Linked DNA regions of Mus musculus: region 2 is linked to region 1. The links are chromatin contacts, called in public Micro-C maps. All regions are on one chromosome and are shown on one strand. Each heading gives the region's core, a stretch centred on a gene start, on an enhancer-like site or on the middle of the called end of the contact. The rest is flanking DNA. Distances are from core to core; before and after follow the strand shown. Region 1 has its middle 27 kb from the start of Gm34352. Region 2 holds the start of Celrr (cerebellum expressed regulatory RNA).

Region 1 (3,346 bases), core at 809-3,308:
TCTTAACTGCCAAGCAGGACAAAGAAGAAGCACCGGGGGAGCCTGAGTCCATACATACTACCCCGAACACCTGCTGGACAGTCTTCTCTAGCTCCACAAAGCAGGAAGGCAAGGCCTTAATGACAGGAAAGGAGCAATGGTCTCTGAGCTCATGTCCCAGTTCCGAGGCTTTCATTTGCAACAACCTCCAAACGAAGTGCACCTGAAGGCTTCTGTTTACAGGATTCTAGTGGAGGCTCAATTGGAGTAGAGAGAAGGGAGAAGGAAGAGGAACAGCGAATGAACGAGAAAAGAGAGAAGACGGAAAAACACAGCCTTGCACAAACAGGAGCAAAAGCGGGGGTTCCAAGTAAGCTTGCCTGTCACATGCTGAGGTTCTCACAAAACCGGGCAACCCAAAACACACCATTGCACCTTTATATATCCACTATGGAATCTGGACTAAACAGACAGATGTATGGGCCCCTTCCCCACTCCTCTGACCCCCACTTTGGAATTGAGCTCCTGACTCTGAAGTTAGGCCTCAATATGAGCTGTTTTTTTAACCTTCTGATACCAGCAGTAGGCCTGGCTCTGTAAGAACTGACATAGATCTTCCAACTCAAACTGTGTCTAAAGTAGATAAGGCTGAGGCTGCCAGAAGGTGTGGCCTAAGGCCTTGGCTGCAGGAAGACTGATGTTGGGTCCAGAAAGTGAATTGAGAAGCCCATTTCCCTCCAGGCCTGCTTAGCTCCATTCCAAAATACATCTGCCAGCCCTGTAGCTAGGCTTCCCCCTGGCTCTGGGTGGTGGGGAAGTTCTAATTTAAAACTGTTGCCTAGTGTCCTCCTAAGCCATGCCCTACTCTAAAAAAGAAGAAGAAAGAAGAAGATGAGAAAAAAACCTCTCGCCCATTCAGGCAACAGCTGGAAGGCTTGGCTGAATGGCGTGCTTCAATGTGGAAGGTCACAGGATACTGATCTAAGCACTGAGGAGGTTTGCTCACCCAACTGTTGACACTCTGTAAACGCGACAGGCGGGGCTGGTGTGGGCATCTGAGGAAGGAAGCCCCCACCCCACCCCCAACCAGAGAAAGAATAGGAAGCAACTTCTATTCAACACTCACAGGGGTGCCCCGGGAGGGCCCCTCCATCCAGGCTAAAGCCACCAGGCCCATTCCCTGCCTCCAAGTTACCTTGTATTATAACAGGATTAAAGTATATTTAGCTCAGCCATTAGCATATTTGAGCCCCCATTTTGGTCTACTTAAGGCTTCCGGTAGCCTTTGATCAGGTCTGCGTTCTGCTGGTCAACAGAAGAACCCCAGCATGCCCTGTTGGGGGGAAGGAGGGGGGAGACAGTCAGACTGTGAAATTCCCGGAATGCTCCAATATTCTATTGTTTTCCTTAAACGGCCCAGTTTACACCCAGAGTTGGGGGGGGGGGTGGCGAGAACCAATAATAATTAGGTCTTCCTAGGAAGAGGAGAGAAAGGATTTGTGCTCTCCTAAGAAAAGGAGGGGAGGGGGAACCCTATAATTTCTACAGTGTCTGCCTTTTTATTGCTTTCATTTGCATATAAATTAAATCCATATTGTAGCTTTAAGGCAAGCGGGGCTTAGAATTCCACACAGCCTGGGGTCCTATTGTCTTACAGCCAGTTCTAGGCGGTGGGAGCAAAATGAAAGGGAAGGGCCAGGCACGGGAAAGAGAAAGTCAGTTCTGTAGCGGTTTTAATTGCTTGTTTGTTTTCTCCACCAATTACAGGCAAATTAATATTTAAACTTTGGGAGGCTGTAAGGAAAATGCTTACAATGTTAAGTTGGATGCGGGGGAGGGGGGACGGGGGGGGGAGGAAAGCTTTGGTCCTAGCTTTCCTGCAGCTGAGATTTCATTGTAGTAAATTTTAAAAAAAAATCATTTCTTCTCTTGCCCGCACACTGAGACTCAATTGCACTTCCGCGATGAGATGGGGTAGAGAGGTGTCAGTTGTCCTAGTAGGCCCTGGCCGATGCCTTACTAGGCTCTCCACTGACCACACACCTGCACCTGCTTAGACCATGCAACGGATGGAATCCAGGCTTTCTGCCCGCTAAGCAGCAGACCACGGCGTGCATGCTCAACTGTCTGCCAATGATATAGGAAGAGTGGTCCTAGTCTAAATACTGGAGAGCTCTGCCCAGGAGCCTTCTGATCCCGATAAAGCTTGTTTCACAAACCCTTACCTTACTGTAGCAAATTCCTCGATATGCAAGTGGTAATGGAGGAAAGATCTGCAGAGGCTGCAGAGACCAGGAATATGCAGAGGGAAGCCCTTCAGATTTTCACCCTAAAAACACTCCAGACACTGCGGAAGGAACTCGGTGGCAGAGAGGACGCACACGCACGTGCACACACAGAGAAGGGTTCTGGGGCGGGGGGCACCACAAACATTGAAAAGCAAACAACAGGCTTGAAAATGGCCACATTTTTGGATTTTTGCCTGATCAATTTGTTGAATACAGGAAAGGTCCTGATGAAAAGTAATGAATCAGCTGTTGAGACAGCAGCCAAGCCCAGCAACTTTAGTTCCATCCTCAGACCCAACATTTCTAGAACCAGTTCCTGGAAGTTGTCTTTTGATTTCCATACATGCACCATGGCACTGCATGTGTGCATGCATGGAGAGAAAGAGAGAGAGAGAGAGAGAGTACCTACACAGAGAAAGAGGGAGAGAACACACACACATAAATGTAAATAAAATATTTCGTTGAATTCTAACCAGTGTCCTAACAGCAGGAAGCCACGACTAAGTCTGACATTCCCCTTTTTCTATTTTCCTTTTGTTAAATTTACTCGTTTACTTTGAGACAGGGCCTCATGTATCGCAGTTTGGCCTGAAACTCTCTGTGTGGTAGATGACCACAGCTTTAACACTCCTGCCTCCACCTTTGAGTGCTGGGGTTACCTTGTGCACCATCGATGCCAGGATTCTGTAGTACTAGGGAGGAAACCAGGGCTTCCTGAATCCTGGGCAAGTCCTCTACAAATTGAACTGTAATGCATCTCCAACCTCTGACTGAGCCCCACACAGGGCTCTGTGGACTGTCTTCGGTCTCTGTGCCTCCCTTCTCAGAGGTCTAATGTGGGGAAAGGGTTGAGCCAGCATTCACCCTCAATACCTGCCCCCCCCCCCGTCCTGGACTCCCTCTGCTAAGATCCCTAAGATCTGCCTTCTCCATCCTCTGCCAGGGCCAACCTCTGCTAGAGGCTCTGTCTGTCTTTTGTCCGTACTTTCTTCTATTTCATCATGTTACCTTCCAAGAAATATGGCCACATTGATTCAGACTCCTCAGCATAGCTTCCCCTTCCGTTTCTACTTTGTAGC
Region 2 (3,239 bases), core at 585-3,084, 440 kb before region 1:
AGAGAGAGACTCACATACGCACATGCATTAATGCTTGAGAGATTTTTTGGAATAATGATAAGCATTTATAGACTTTTATGGGTAATAGCAAGTCTTTTAATTTCTTTGCAATATTTTTATTAAAATGTTTTATTTGCTCTTCACTATAAATATTCTCGCTCTCCACTTTTACCTATGAAACAAGTTGCAAGTTTTATATACTAAAGGCCAGATTAGAAATGTTGCAGTCATTATGTGCTTCAAATATACGTGGCATTAGTGATTCAAAAGCAGCCCTGAGCAAGCTACAAATAAATGCATGTAGTTGTATTCCAATAAAGCTTTATTTACAAAAGCAGAAAGCCTGTAGTTTTCCAGTATGTACTGGATCTACTGTAGGAGATTGGAATCAGTGATCGTTCTGGTTTTATTATGTCACTGTGGTAAAACACTCTGACTAAAAGTAACTTAGGAGAAGAAAGGATTCATTGAGTTTATATTTCTAGGTCATAGTCCATCACTGAGGGAAGTCAGGACAGGAGCTCAAACAGGAACATGAAGTAGAGACCATTGGAAAACCTGGTTGCTGGCTCGAAAGCTCATGCTTAGCTAGACTTCTTACCCAGCACAAGGCCACCAGCCCAGGTAAAAGTGCTGCCCAAAGTGAGCTTGCCCCTCCTAAATCAATTAACAATCAAGAAAACTCCCCACAGACCTCCCATAAGCTAATCCTATCTGAGGCTCCTAGGTTGTGCCAAGTCGACAATCAAAGCTAACTAGGTCAATAGTAAAAACTTTCCCAAACATGACTTCTAGCCTTCAATATGCAGTTAATATAAGCAGCAAAGTATAGGTGACTTTCCATAACTCTAAACTATTAAAACAAGGAAGACTAAGTTCATTGTATCTGGAAAATGGAGGCACAATGTATAATCAACGAAACTGTTAAAAAATTAGAATTATATGTAATTTGAAGTTCTGCCTCGATGCAACAGCCCTCCTGTCTGTGAGGGTTCTGAGCAGAAAAGCTATTATTTCCCACTTATGAACCACAAATGGGCTGAAGATATTTGCATACCTTTTTTATACATAATATATACCGGCACTCTAACCTCTGATTCTTCTTACTAAATTCCATTTAATTTGCCATTAATTAGTAAATTGTTATGTGAAATGCCTGCAAAGCATCTTGGGTGAACTGGCCCTGGCATGATGACTATTCTTCTGCGAGCTATCTGAAATTGTTATTGCTGAGCAATTTCCATGAAAATAGGAGGGCCTGCGAGCTGTTCTTTTAAAATCAGAATAAAATGAACTAAATGGAGGAGAACAAATAAAAGCAATAATAAATCAAGGACAAAAGACAGGAAACTTGTCTCCCCCAAAAAAGTATCTAAGAAGTGCATTAGCCTCTTGTGGATTCAGGTGCTTCCTTGACTCGGAGTGAGGCTGGGAACAAACACAGCAGCGGCAAAGACTGGTCCAGAGGAAACCTGAGAAATACCATTAACGTTCGCATTAAGGGTCTTCTGAAGGGTGGGGATGTGCCTCTGCGGGAGCTGGTTACCAGCAAGGCCTCTTCCTTCTCTAGGACACACTGAGCACATTAACCCATTCAAGGTCAGTTGCAGATCATGGACACCCCCCGCCCCACCCCCATTTCTTTTCTCCCCTTCTTCCACTTACAGCCAGTGCAAACTCACCTTCACTTTAGAGTGGACTTTTGCCTTCAAATTGCTTCCCTGGTAAACTCTCTTTTGGCCTCCTCCGGAACCAAGCCCAGAAGAAAGGGGAGCCTCTGTCCTTCCACCCTCCCTTCCCTGCCTGCTCCTCTGCTGGGTTTCAATGGCTGAATGAACAGTGTGTTAGGTTCACTGAACTTGGTGTTGGCTAGGGTTCTGTGCAGAGACAAAGTCAGCTTCCAGGCCAATTTCCATATGAAAGCAGCTGAGGTCTCTTTCCCATTTTGGAATTCCAGGCAGCACTAGGCTTCTCCATTCCCACCCCCACATCCCAACCCACTCCTAATCTCCACCCACTCCAACTTCTCTGGCTAGGGATAGCTCTCACCAGTTACTGGAGCCTGAGAGAGAGAGAGCAACCTTGAACAAAACAAAACAAAACAAAACAAAACAAAACACAGACTACACTTGCTTCCTATTTCCTGGGGTCAGAGGTAGAAGAGTCTGCCTATTAGGGTATAAGGTGGACGGTGGACAGAAGCCGGTATGTGAGGTCCTACTTAGGAGTAGGAGTAAGTGGAAACAGAAAGGTTTCTTCAATGCTGTTTTGAAGAAAATTGTAATTTCCACTGCCAACTATTTAAGAGCAAACACAACCCACTAAGACTTGCCCTGGCTGTCTGTAAATTGGGTGTTTGGTCTTTGGTGAATGGCTTCAAAATTCTTGTTTCCTTTCCAAGGTGTGGTTTCATCAACCTAAAAAATCCATAAGCGCAGGGCTCGTTTGGAACCACTGAAAGCCTGTTGGCAAATAATACCCTCAGACTAGAAGGCACTCACGAATGCCCAGAACTGGGCAAGGTTGATGCAACAGGGCCCTCACATCCTCCTGTCTTTCACTCTCACCTTCAGAAGTTGCCAGAGGCCTGGAGAGATGGCTCAGTTGGTAGAGTGCTTGCTGTGTAAGTGTGAGGACCCGAGTTCGGATCACTGGGACCCATATAAGTCACTGGACAGTATTTGTATAACCAGCCATGAGGCAGACAAGAGAATCCCCCAAAGCTGGTGGACTGGCTTTCCTGGCATGTTACAAGGCTAGACATCACAAAAAGATACTGGCTCAAACTAGGAGGACATAGGTTGTCTTCTGACTTACACACACACACACACACACACACACACACACACACACACACACACACAAAAGCGCACGCAAATTCATCACACACAGACATCAAGGTTAAAAAATAAAGAAGTTGCTAGTGTTCAAATCAGCTTTTATCCACTGGCTTGCATTACTTAGTATTAGTTCCTCCCATTTCCATACCTGGTCATACTGCAGTTACACTTCAAACAACACTTTGCCTCTCCCGATTGTGAAAGAGTAAAGTGCAGTGTCTAAGGGGCCGTGGTGAAACACATGCTGGTATTGCTTTCGTTATGTCTCCTAAGAACTGTCAGTTCAATAACAGTGCAACTGTCTGCAGGATGATTTATACAGCTGTAATATAATATGAATGCCACAAAATCATGATAGAATCCATGCCTTTGGTGGGAGAACTAACATGGTCATGTCAG

Evidence for each region. A called contact is a pair of places that touch in the nucleus more often than the background predicts.
Region 2: a Micro-C map of embryonic stem cells shows a contact between it and region 1, with 3 times the contacts expected there. The contact joins the promoter of Celrr here to the enhancer-like site in region 1. A contact is called at or near these places in 1 of 39 promoter capture datasets (embryonic stem cells), 2 of 484 Hi-C or Micro-C datasets (embryonic stem cells and nephron progenitors), 9 of 115 datasets of contacts at active chromatin or transcription factors (bone marrow-derived dendritic cells, embryonic basal ganglia, embryonic fibroblasts and 3 more) and 1 of 9 other capture datasets (embryonic stem cells).

What each region holds. Positions count from the first base shown.
Region 1 is chr1:120,642,298-120,645,643 of GRCm38.p6, reverse strand. It overlaps a transcript of 2610027F03Rik not described here. Among named protein-coding and RNA genes, the nearest start is that of Gm34352, 27 kb to the right of the region's middle. Within about 2 kb of position 2,058, at least 24 of the 459 cell types and tissues checked have an H3K27ac peak or open chromatin away from gene starts, as enhancers often do. A contact at or near this core is called in embryonic basal ganglia and embryonic stem cells, where this site is marked.
Region 2 is chr1:121,086,000-121,089,238 of GRCm38.p6, reverse strand. Celrr (cerebellum expressed regulatory RNA) reads right to left here and starts at 1,834. Exons shown (of 3, transcript NR_110450.1): 1 at 1,683-1,834.